Regions from separate parts of the Sus scrofa genome. Here region 2 is linked to region 1. The links are chromatin contacts, called in public HiChIP or PLAC-seq maps. All regions are on one chromosome and are shown on one strand. Each heading gives the region's core, a stretch centred on a gene start, on an enhancer-like site or on the middle of the called end of the contact. The rest is flanking DNA. Distances are from core to core; before and after follow the strand shown.

Region 1 (6,521 bases), core at 80-2,579:
TTACCTTCCTTACCTGACTCTTGGACCCTGGTCCTGTTTCATGCCCCAGCTCAGAGGTTGGCTCCTGGTGTCCCTTCTTTGACTCTTTGGACCGTCTTACCTCCTCCTTCCTCAGAGCTTCCTTTCCCCCTATGCCTGGCCTCCCCATGGGGTTGAAAGGGTTGGAATATACCTACGAAGGACTGCAGTGAGTTGGCACCCTCTATCCCCCCAGGGTGGCAAAGGAGCCCTGACAAAAGAGAGGATTTAAATAAGGTTTCGAGTATTATACTACCCCACATGTTCAGGAGACGACAAAAAAATCACTCACCATACCAGGAACTAGGGAATTCTCAACCCGATTGAGAAAAGGCAGGCATACAAGATTTAAAGACGAGCCAAACACCTTAGAATTGAAAAATACTATAGCAAAAAATAGATAAATCAGAACTTGGTGGATGGCACCACAGGACAATGGAGACAACAGAGGAAATTGCCAGCAAACCTCAAGATAGAACACTAGAAATTACCCAGTCCCGGCCACGGAGAGAAACCAGACTGATGCAACTGAGCCGAACCTCAGGGACTCGCAGAACTAGTAATACAGCACGTTTCTCTCATCGTGGCCCCTGGAGAAGAGTGAGCATGTGGGGCTGAGGACATGTTTGGAGAAATAATGGCTGAAACGTTCTCAAACCTAGATGGAGATTCAAAACCCTAAGCAAATCCCAACTAGGATAAACCCAAGGAAAGCCACCCCTGTCTTGTCTTGGTTTAGATGATCCGTGCTGTGGACACCTGAGCTAGAGGGGAATCTGTTCTAGCTGCTCTTTTTTTGGGGGGCGGGGCGTGGCCACACTCATGGCATATGGTTCCCAGGCTAGGGGTCAGATCAGAGCTGTAGCTTCTGGCCTCCGCCACAGCCAGAGCAACGCCAGATCCAAGCCACGTCTGTGACCTACACCACAGCTCACAGCAACGCTGGATCCATAACCCAATGGGTGAGGCCAGGGGTCGAACCTGTGTCCTCATGGATCCCAGTCAGATTCATTCCTGCTGCGCCACGACGGGAACTCCCCAGCTGCTCTTTTGAGCAGTGCGTCAGCAGGCTGCTGTGGGGAGGCGCTTTCCGTGGGCATCCCTCAGGCTCTGGGGGATAAGCTGTTAAGGAAGAGCAGCATAGCTTTCCCTGAGGGTTTTCCCTTGTCTTGAAGCCACTGAACCTTGACTGAGGTTTGTGGCACTGAGCAGGCCCTGCTCCCTCTGCAGCTTGGGCGTCTGGGCTGCCTGGAGGTGACAGTGACTGTTTGCCTGGGCAGGGTGCACGCGGAAGGGGACGACTAGATTGCTTGCTGGCTTCCTTCCTGTTTTGCATCCATGACCGGCTCAGTGTGACATCAGTGCCAGCTTGGCTGATCAGTCAATTACTGGCCAGAAGCAAAGGCAACTGAAAGTACTTCCTGGAGGATGATTTTATGCTCCGGTGTTGTAAACAGTCAGATGGAGGAAAAACCCTTCTTCTGATCTTGCCTCATTTGCCCTTTCAGACGCTGGCAGAGTTCTCTCCTTGCCCTTGGCCTGGGCAGCCAGCATTTTGTCCACCTTGCTCTGTAGGTTATCAGGGTGCCTGGAGACTGGAGTCGCTGCCTTTGGCCTTCGGCCTCAGTAGGAACCGGCTAATTGGTGAAATTTAGGAGACATAGCACCTGTCTATCTATCCATGCCTCTTTCTGTATGTACATTGTCTTTTATGATACAAGTGAAAACCTAAGATACAGACCTAATTTGTAATAAAAGATCAGATCAGATCTGCTCTGTTCGGGGTGAGGTAGACCTACTTGGCTGATCTTTTGTGTCCTGGAGGATTTGTTTGGGGACCTGAGTCTTGGGGACCTGAGTGTGCTACATGGGCACACTCCCAGCCCCAAATTTGTTTCTTTCTTTCATTCTTTTTTTTTTTTTTTTTTCCATTGCTGTACCTACGACATATGAAAGTTCCCAGGTTAAGGGTTGAATTGGAGCTGCAGCTGACAGCCTACGCCATAGCCTCAGCAACACCGGATCCGAGCTACATCTGCGATCCACTCACCAAAGTCAGGAACTGAATCCACATCCTCCTCGTTACTAGTCGGGTTCTTAACCCACTGAGCCACAGCGGGAACTCCTTCTGCCCCACATTTCTTTTTTGGTCTGCCTGCGTCCTGTTAGTGGTTCATGTAGATGTTACATTCTGAGTGTTGTAGTGAATTCATGGACTCTGTTCATTGTACGGGAGTCGTCACGTACTAACTGATGTGCCAGGCCCTGTGTCAGGGAAGTGTGAGCCTGGGAAGTGACGGTCGAGCCTGAGGTCTGAGCCAGGAAGCAAGTGGAGGGTCACCTTGTGGGCAGTGGTAGAGATGCAGGCTGGAGAGGTGGGTGGGCGAGTTCGTGGGTGTTTAAGCACCAGTGGTTTAAGCAAGGTCGTAATAATGGATTTAAAGCTTTTTCTCAGCTTCAGCGCCCATGCATGCTGCTCGGATCTAGTGGGAGACGTCGGGGTGTTTTTCCTCCCAGGTTGGCTTCTTTTGTGCCAGCCTGCCAGCCCCTCCTCCCACCATGTGTCTGATACGGGGGTGCCTCCAGGACTGTTCTTCCCTCGGATCTCACGGCAGAGCAGGGGCGAGACCCAGGTCTACTGCCCCCCCCCCACTTAGATGGGTAGGGAGCCCAGCCCTCCCCTGGGAAGCTGGTGCCCCTTGTTGTGCCGCTCAGGTGAGCCGCTTAACCTCTTGGGGCCCCCGACTCCCCGTTGTGGATCCGCTGGTCTCCAGCATCCTCTCTTCCCCCTTCTGCAGCCCGTGTCTGTCCGACGTCAAAGCTGCTGGGGACACTTTCAGACACGTGGTGTCATCAGGTCTGTGCACCTGCTGCGGGGGCTCAGCCACATTCTGAGCACCTGCTCATCTCTGCAGCAGGGTGGGGACTGGTGGTGTCCTGACTGGGCTCAAAGGGAGAGGCCCGAGATGCCGAAGGAGGCAGCAAAAGCACAGGTGTCGGAGGTGGAGGGAGAGTGGAGAAGAGGGAACACAGCCGCACGCCCCGTCGTCGTCCTGGCTCCGTGTCCTGCTTTTCGGGTTATGATTTGCGTGCTGCGCTTTGCCCGCCCAGTTACCCTAGAATCCTATGCTTGTTCACTCAACAAGCTGCTCCGTTTGATGCCCATTATTGGCCCCTGGGGACTGACCCTGTAGTGAGGGTGACGGCCAGCAGGGGAAATGTATAAATAACATACTGCCAGCGAGTGATCAGGGCTGTGACAGGGGAAGCGCGGGGAGAGTGACCAGACACTATAGCGAGGCCACGTCTCTCTGAGATGGTGACCACTGAGTGGAGACCTGAATGAAGAGAGGGAGGGAGCCCTGCACATAACTGGAAGAGAGTCCAGGCAGCTGTCTTAACAGGTGCAAAGGCCCTGAGGCACGAGCAGGCCTGGAGGCTTGAGGAGTAGCTGGGAGGCTGGCCAGAGCAGTGCGAAACGGGGTGGGAGTGGTCCAGGGGCCAGGCCAAATGGGGCTCATTGACCGGCGTTGGACATTAGATTTTGTGCACAGTATGATATGAAGCCATTTGAGGGTTTTGATTAAGGGAGGTAGCATGCTCTGACCTGCATTTGCAAAGGCTCCCTCTGGCTCCTGGGTGGAGAACAGCTCGTAAGGCGTCTCTGGCAGCAGTTTGGGTGGCTTGAGCCACAGGTTGTTAGGACAGGGTTGTGGAGTTCCCTGGTGGCTCACCCGGTGAAGAATCTGGCATTGTCACCGCAGTGACTTGGCTTGCTGCTGTGGTGGCAGGTTCGATCCTTGGCCCAGGAGCTTCCACATGTCGTGGGCACAGCCCAAAAATAGCAAGCAAAAGCAAACTAAAACAAACCAACAGAAAAGAAAGAAAAGGGTTGAGTAAAGTTCGTGCAGTTCCCCTCACTCTGCAGCACCGTCACTCGGACTCCTCCTCCAGGGCCGAGCTTCCTCTTCTGCGTGATGCGGTCAACTAGCAGGCGTGTCAAGAAACAGTCATTCAGTTTCATGGGCATTAGTCCTCCCGCCCCACCCCCATCAGTAAAGGAAGGGCCTGGTCAGCCAGATTCCGAAAGGCGGGGGCACAGGGGCAGGCGTCCACTGACTGCTGCAATGTGAGGGGCGGCAGCTGGGAGCTCTCCCTCTTCAGCACATCAGTCCTGGCCAGAACCAGAGCTGCTTCCAGCCGAGCTCTGAGGGCCTGTCGCATCCCAGGCCTGTGGAACAGGTCCCCTCCACGTCCCCATGACAGAAAACATGTGGGCATGACCAGTGGTGACAGGAGAGAAAGACGTGACTAACCTTGAATATGTATTGTGTTTACTTATAAAATTAATACTTAATTACAAACAGTTTTCTCGGGGCTCCAGGGTTAAGTGTGTCCTTTAATATCAGAGATCTAGAAGGGTAAGTTGAGATGATCTCAGGAACTCAGCTTCTAGGAAAGTACCTCAGATGAGTGATGAAGCAAGAAGCCAGCTCGGGGGCCGTCCTGAATGGTCCATTCCGGGCAGGTTGCACAGGACGGCAGGGCTGGTGCCCGGCCCCTGGATGCTCAGGTGCTCTAGCTGCGGGGGCCCACTGTATGGTTTCCCAGAGGCAGTGACAGCTAACGGAAGCCAGATATGAAGTAATTTCCCATTGCCTGAGTTGCTGAGCTCTGACTAAGACATTCCTGACCACGTCTGGGCTCACGGTTGCAGCAAGAGCAGCCCACTCCGTGAGAGCAGTGATTGCAAAAGGCAAGATGCAGATGTCAGCTGCGCCCAGCCATGGGGATGAGAGGCAGAAGCCTTGATGGACTCATAGCTCTGTACCTGCAAGGTGTCCATGGTGGAAGGGCCAGTTGAGCACCTTTCAAGGGAGCTGAGTAGGTAGGTGTGGTGGGGGTCCCTGAGACCCTCTGGTTCAGTGGGTCAGCAGGACTCAGATAACTCAGAAAAGCTGTTTTACTCCCAGTTATGGTTTATTACGGCAGAAGGAAACAGACCAAAATCCACAAAGGAAAGACGCTGTAGGTCTAGGAGGAACGAGGCAGGAGCTTCCAGTTCTTGGCCAGTGGAGTCACATGACACCACGTAATTCTCCCAGCAACCACAAGTGGCATCACATAGAAAGTGTTGCCATCCAGGGAAGCCACCCCCAGGGATTTTACTGGGAGTCAGCCTCAGAGGCACGGGAGTGCCAGCATGTCTAAGCCACCTGCTCCATCTCCGGCACCCTGGAGGCCACAGCAGTGTGCAATTCAGAGCCCCGGATGTTCCTCTGAACCACATCATTAGTCTAAACCCTCTGCACAACCCAAGGTCTCAGGCGTGTGGAGATACTCTTATCAGATGGCACATTCCAGGGGCTCAGAGGTTATATCCCAGGAGCCCTCCAGGGGCCACTCTTGAAGACCTTTGGAATGTGCGGGGTTCGGGCCATCCTGGCCCGGCCGCATGGCTAAGAAGGGGCTTGCTGTGAAGTGGCTCCTCTCTCTGCTGTGTCCTCGTGGGGCTGGAGTCTGTGTTCTATGTTCACAGAGGGCCCGGTCCCCCTGGAGCCTGCGCCCAGGGCTGCACGGATGCCGGCCAGGCCACATACTCTTGTCATTCCCATCCGAGGCTGCAGCTGCACCCTGCCTGGGCCGGCAGCCCTGCGCCCGTGCTCCGTCTGTTGCTGCAGCCTCTGGGGCACGAGGCCCAGGCCGGGGCCTCCGGGGCTCCCCAGCAGGCCTCAGGCAGGCCCTGTCCCTCCCTGCTGATGTCTGTCATCTCTCTCTCCTGACAGTTTCGTGATCAGCATGGGGGACTCCAACGTGGATACTGGCACCACCACGTCCGAGATGGTGGCTGAAGAAGTGTCCCTTTTCAGCGCCACAGACATGGTCCTGTTTTCTCTCATCGTGGGTCTCCTGACCTACTGGTTCATCTTCAGAAAGAAAAAAGACGAAGTCCCCGAATTCACCAAAATTGAGACCACGTAAGTGACACCGCGCAGGATCCCTCCAGAGCAGGTCTCTGCCATCCCAGCAGTGCCCTGGGCCTGGGCCTGGGGCAGGAGTGAGCAGCTAGAGATGCAGGATCCCTTGTGGCCTCTTGGCCCGAGTCTCGAGTTTGGCTGGCTGGTGGCCTCTTCTTCGGGTCTGCTTAACCAGCCGTCATGCTCAGGCTGCACCTCGGCCTTCAAGGTCCTTTGATACCAGTGCTTGTTCAGACGTCACAGGAACCATGCAGAGAAGAAGGGCCCCTGCCGAGAGGTAGCCTGAGGCTCAGGCCCTCAAGGTCAGCAGCCTTCAAGGTCAAGCGCCGAGGCAGCGGGGGCGCTGGCGCCGATTTCATTCATATCCCACTCCAGACCCTCAATCTTTCCTTTCGTGAACCCGGGCTTGTAGAGGTGCTGTCCGCAGGCCCGGGAGCAAGGCGACCGCTCCTTTTGCAATTTCCTTTCAATCTTTTTCATTCTCGACAAGAAGAGAGGAAACCGTTTCTCCTCCTCTCGTCTCAG
Region 2 (6,185 bases), core at 257-2,756, 72 kb before region 1:
CCCTGACCTACTTTCCAAGAGTAGACTTCAATGGCTCTTGAATATTTGACATTAGATCTGTTACTCTGTGTGTGTGAGTGTGTGTGTGTGCACACACGTGTGTGCATGTGTGTGTGTGTGTTTATGGGAAATTTCTGGGGGAGATTTATTGCTTGTATTAAGTTCTCAAGATTTTTGTGATAGCATCATGACTTTCAAAATGTTACAACCTACTGATAAACCATCAATGATGTACCTTCTGATCATTCAGTGCTATAGTCTATAAAATAAGATCTGTCTTTTTTCTGTCTCCACATGTTAACCCAATTCATAATCTTCTTTCTAAAGGTAAAAAACACTTAAGCCAGAAGAAAATGCCCTCCTCCAAATACCACCTGGCCCACAATATTGTTTTAGAACCCTGGTGCTCACATTTCCCACGGCTGTAGTAAATCAGAAGGATCACAGAATCAGAACAGTCTCTTCTTCATGTTGACTTGCTGCTGTGTGTGTATATATTTGTCTTTTTTAGGGCCGCACTCACAGCCTATGGAAGTTCCTAGGCTAGGGGTCAAATCAGAGCTGCAGCTACTGGCCTCCGCCACAGTCACAGCAACACCAGATGTCTATCATTGCAAATATGATTAATAAATGATTAACAATTGGACTTCCCGTGTGGCTCACAACAATAAATGATTAACAAATACACACCTGCATCAGTGGGAAATGTCTTATGTTAAAAGATCTGTCTTGAAGTTCCCACTGTGGCTCAGCGGGTTACCAACTCCAAGAGATAGCTTTTAACATAAGACATTTTCCACGGATGCAAATATGTCCGTAGGTGAAAATCCTAGAAGTGGATGGTTGGCAAAGATACATCCATTAGTCATTTTGAAAGATATTGCCAAATTCCTTCTACAGAAATTGTACCAGTTTTCAGTCCTCTGAGCAATGTTTGGGTGTGCTCGCTTTCATAAACCATGACTGTATCATGACACTCCCAGACTTAACACATCTCAACTCCCACTGTCTTGAAATAGCATCCACTGTTCCTCACCTCAGCCTGCAAGGGCTTCCAGTGTTCGCTGCCTACCCCACTTCCCAGGCCTCATCGAAGCCAAGTTTTGGGGAAGATCCAAGAGGATCACTGTGGAAACCAGGATGCCAGCCCAAGGGGGTGGGGAGGGCCAACATTCCTTTCCTGGGGGTTGGAGGGGGGATGTGTATTTAGGCAGTGGGCTCGCCGCTGTGCGCCTCACGCTGTGAGTGTGGGGAAAGAGAGCTGGGGAGTAGATGGCACGGCACACCAATGCCATGGAAGGCCGACGTTAGGATGTCTTGAGGGTTGCCTTCCAGGAGTTTGGACCCACTCAGCTTCCCCCAAATCAAAACCATCCGTCTAGAGGTGAGCCACTTCCGAGGACAGCCAGCAGAGGGCAGTATTCTGCTTTGGGAGCCGCCTCTTCTCCAACAGACTAGAGGAACCCTTCCCAGAGCTGTCCACCAGGGGGCAGTAAAGACGCGTCTTGGAGGCTCCGGAGCAGCTTGTTGAAGCTGCAGTGGGGAACAGGTTGAGCAACGTCGTTCTGCACGGCTGCCATCCTCCAGGGAGTGAGGAGGAAAGAGAGGGACACACGGGCCTGGAAGAAGCTGTGCTGCGCAGTCGGCCCCACCCAAGAGAGATGTGATATCCTGCTTTCCTGGAATGCCCTTGGCGGGAGGTCCAGTCCCCACCCTACCCCTTGCCCTCCAGAGAGCCCTGCCCTCATTCTGTGCCTTCTGCAAACGTTCCCTGGGAGGAGGGGGCCAGAAGTGGGGTGTTACATCCAGAAACACCCCAACCCGACCAAATTGGGTGGTTGACACTAGTGCCAGAGCTGTCTCAGCTGTGTTCAGACAGCTGGTGCTTTTTTAGCTCCTCCTCAAACCCTCCAAGGCCTTTTCCCCACAGCAGAGACACCAGCTGTGCAGAGAAGGGACTTACAAGTATCTCTGAGCACAACTGTGTGCCATGTTCTATGCTGTCTAGGTGCTGGGGGATATAGCAGGTCCCTGCCCTCAGGAAGCTCTAGTCTAGTAAGAGTGACAATCAGATAAGCAAAACCACAAAGAGGTGACACAATTTGAGACTGTGCGACGTCCCCTGAAAGAGCAAGTAACAGGGAGAGATCATCTGGGAAAGCCCTTCCGAGGAGCAGCATCTGAGCTGGAGACCTGATGGCTAAGAAGGCGGCCCCTGTACTAAGAGCCAGGAGAAGAGCATTGCACCAGAGGGAAGAGTAGGTACAAAGGCCCTGGGGTCAGAAAGACTTTAGCTTGTTTGAACAACAGAAAGGAGACCTGTGTCATTCGTTAGCGAGGGAATTAATGCATTTCTTATCGTCGCCGTAACAAACTACTACACACTTAGTGACTTCAGACAGTATACATCACCACTTTGCACCCACTAGGTGCAAAAAAGAAAAAGAAAAAAGCAAGCGTGGACAAGGGTGCGAAGAAATCGGAACTCTTGTGCATGGTTAGCGGGGATGTGAAATGGGGCAGTCGTGTGGAAAAGAGGGCAGAGGCTGCTAAAAAAAATTTTTTTTTTAATAGAATGACCTCATGATCCTGCAGTTTTACTTCTGCCTGTAGAGCCCAAAGAATTGAAGGCTAAGCCTCAAAGAGCGGCAGTAGTCATATTAGCTAAAAGGTGGAACCAACCCAAGCGCCCTTCAACAGACGAACGGACAAAGGGTGGTCTGTTCATACAGTGCGATACTTTGCAGCCGAAAAAAGGAAGGACATTCTGACACCTGCCACAACACAGAGGAACCTTATTGCTCATGCCACGTGAAACAAGCCAGTCATAAAAGGACAAATACTGTATGCATCCGCTTATACAGGGTACCTAAGGTTGTCAAGGTCATGGTTGCCAAGGACTAGGGGGAGTGGGGAATGGGGGGCCATCATTTAATAGTAGAATCTTGCAAGATCAGAAAGAGCTTTCTGGAGCTGGATGGTGGTGATTGCTGCACAATATTATGAATGTACCGAATAGCACTAAACTGCACACTTCAAACAGGGTTAAGATGGTAGATACTGTGTGTGTTTTCCTACAAGTAAAAAAAAAATGGAGACAAATCGCTACATATTTATTCTCTTAAAGTCCTCGAGGTTAGACATCTGAAGTGGGTCTCATGGGGCTAAAATTAAGGTGTTTGCAGAGCTCTGTTCCTTCTGGAGGTTCTAGGGCAGACTCTTTCCTCGCCTTGTCCAGCTTCTAGAAGTTGCCTCATTCCTTGGCTCTTGGCCCCGCCTCCACGTTCAGACCACGTAGCTGCACCCTCTGCTTCTGTCATCATGTCACCTTCTCTCCCGCTAACCCTCCTGTCTCTTTAAAAGGACCCTCACGATTCCATTGGGCCCACTCAGATAATCCAGAATGATCTACTCACGTTAAGATTCTCAATCACACCTGCAAAGTCCCTTTTGTTACCTAAGGTGACATATACGTAGGAAGTGGGCATGAGGTCATGGACATCTTTGGGGACTGTTATTCCATCTCCCGCAGGAAGTGTTGGTGGCAGAAGATGAGGTGAGGAAGGTTATCAGGGGACAGGGCATGTGGGATGGCCCGAGGCTCTTGTAAACTGTCATAAGGGTAGCCACACCTTCGCTTTTCCTTAAAAAGCAACAAACAAAACCCCTGGCCGCTGGGTAGAGCGTGGGTTGAGGATAGAGCCAACAGCGTCTGCTCGTGGGTTTGACCTAGAGATGTCCACACTGGTATGTCCCCTCTGAGTAATCACCAGTCCCCCAGCCTCCAAGTCTGGCAGGTGGAGGAGCAGACACTCTCGAGGTAGGAGGGTGCTTGGCGGGATCGCAAACAAAAGCATCTCCGGGTAGCACATTTGAGGCCTGAAGGTCTCTTTGTGGACTAAAGGCCAAGTGGATGGGCTAAAAGCGATTCACGGGGACTTCCTGTCGTGGCGCAGTGGTTCACGAATCTGACTAGGAACCATGAGGTTGCAGGTTCGATCCCTGGCCTCTCTCAGTGAGCTAAGGGTCCGGCGTTGCCGTGGGCTGTGGTGTGGGTCACAGACAGGGCTCGGATCCCGCATTGCTGTGGCTCTGGCGTCGGCCGGTGGCTATAGCTCCGATTGGACCCCAGCCTGGGACCCTCCATGGGCCGTGGGAGTGGCTCAAGAAAACGCAAAAAGACAAAAAATAAAAATAAGAGTGATTCATGGCCCTGAGGTGCCCTATTTTCATGCCACCTAAAGGTTCTGCTCTGCTCACTCCAGTGTTCTGACCTGGGGGCATAACTAGAAAAAAGTGAAGAGAGCGAGGCCGAATCAAAGAGACAGGAGGCCCTTGGGTATTGCCTGCATTGGTGCACAGCCCGGGGCTGTAGGATGTGTGATGCCACCACAACTGTCACGCTGCCAGGAGACCGAAGGCCATCCCCGCCCCCCATCAGTGATAAACATATCAACCCTCCTTGTGCATTTATGTTTGTTGATAGAGTCTTAGAACTGAGTCCAAAAAGATTTTAAAAGGCATCTAGTTCTACCGCCAACCTGATGCTTGAATCTCTTCAATATTGTCATGAAGTCTCCAGATAGCTTGCACACTTCTAGTCACAGGGAGCTCACTACCAATTAAGGCAGCTCATTCTGTGGATGGACAATCCATATTGTCAGAAAGTTCTTTCTTTCTTTCTTTCTTTGCTTTTTAGGGCCATACTCCAGGCACATGGAAGTTCCCAGGCTAGGGGTTGAATTGGAACTGCTGCTGCCAGCCTATGCCACAGCCACAGCAACACCAGATCTGAGCCAAGTCTGCAACCTACACCAAAGCTCACGGAAACACTGGATCCCCAACCCACTGAGCAAGGCCAGGGATTGAACCCTCATCCTCGTGGATGCTGGTCAGATTCATTTCCACTGTGCCACAACGGGAACTCCGGAAAGTTCTTTCTTAAGTCAAATGTGTCATCCTCTCGTTTCCAGCAGTCAGCCTCAGTTCTCGGTTCTGGAGTAACACAGGGTAAGTCTACTGCCCTTCTTCCAAGAAAGCCTCTCACCTGGTTATAGGCAGTGGTCAGGACCCTTGAAGCTTCTCCAGGGACATTGCTCTGGTCCTTTTAATTTTCTCTCATCAGATAAGATTTGAAGCCCCCCCATCCTGATCATTTTTTTTTCCTTTTGTGAGTTCCCAGGCCAGGGATCATATCCGAGCCCCAGTTGTGACCTACGCTGTAGCTGCCGCAATGCCAGATGCTTAACTCACTGTGCCCGGCTGGCCGGGGATCAAACCTGTGTCCCAGCACACCCAAGACGCCATCAATCCCATTGTACCATAGTGGGAACTCCCCTGGTCACTCCTTGTGGGACAAGCTCTAATTTTCTACATCCTTTTTCAGAATATATCTGAAAAATACATGGAAGTAGATGCAGGACTTCTGGAGTGGGCCGATGCACCCGCCCTCTTCCTCTTTCCAAGGCCCACATTTTGGTTCTAGCAGCCCAAGGTCACACTTGCTGGTTTTAGCTGCTCCACTGCACTGCTGATTCACATTTTGCTTCCTATTGAGTAAAATCTTAATGTTCATGCCCACTGCTGGATCCCGAGCTGCATCACATATATGTAGCATTCACTGAAATGTGTCCCATTGCTTTATATCTATATCCAGAAAATTATACAGTTATATTTTAGTACTAAACACAAAAGACAAAAAAGAATCTCGGGTTCTCTCGCCGAGGTTCACGGGAACACAGATGCTGCCAGAACGACTGTGATGGGGCAGACCAGGGCTGGGAACGGATCAGTGAAGCATTTGTTGAATTTTCAGTCATCAAATTCACATCCACGTAGCAGTAGGCAGGATATTAGAGGGAAATAGTGAAACCGGAAGAAAAAAGGGGCCCGGCAAAGAGGGAGTCAAATGTCACATCCTAATCCTATCGCTTCCACTTGCGACCCTGAGCAAGTTAGCCCATCTTCCGGAGCATCCGTAATAGGGAAACAGTATTCCAGTTGTCTAAACAACTGTTCTCTGCTGAAGGTGCTTTTCAGGCTTCAAGTGCTGAACTAGACCTTGATTATTACTGCTGTTATGTTACATCCCTAACGCGTCAGGGCCTTCAATGGAATCCCTCCTTCGTCTCTGGCCGCTGTTTCTCTAAGCCAGACGCTCAACGCTGCCCTTGCCAGTAGCCAAT

Evidence for each region. HiChIP or PLAC-seq counts read pairs in DNA pulled down with a chosen protein or histone mark.
Region 2: an H3K27ac HiChIP or PLAC-seq map of alveolar macrophages shows a contact between it and region 1. The contact joins two enhancer-like sites. A contact is called at or near these places in 1 of 5 promoter capture datasets (liver), 12 of 47 Hi-C or Micro-C datasets (alveolar macrophages, blood, embryonic fibroblasts and 6 more) and 2 of 2 datasets of contacts at active chromatin or transcription factors (alveolar macrophages and skeletal muscle).

What each region holds. Positions count from the first base shown.
Region 1 is chr3:10,237,614-10,244,134 of Sscrofa11.1, reverse strand. POR (P450 (cytochrome) oxidoreductase) reads left to right here. Exons shown (of 16, transcript NM_001129959.1): 2 at 5,805-5,996. The coding sequence starts at 5,818. Among named protein-coding and RNA genes, the nearest start is that of POR, 30 kb to the left of the region's middle. Within about 2 kb of position 1,329, at least 24 of the 83 cell types and tissues checked have an H3K27ac peak or open chromatin away from gene starts, as enhancers often do. A contact at or near this core is called in alveolar macrophages, where this site is marked.
Region 2 is chr3:10,309,937-10,316,121 of Sscrofa11.1, reverse strand. The region is part of intron 1 of RHBDD2 (rhomboid domain-containing protein 2); the gene reads left to right. Among named protein-coding and RNA genes, the nearest start is that of RHBDD2, 17 kb to the left of the region's middle. Within about 2 kb of position 1,506, at least 11 of the 83 cell types and tissues checked have an H3K27ac peak or open chromatin away from gene starts, as enhancers often do. A contact at or near this core is called in alveolar macrophages, where this site is marked.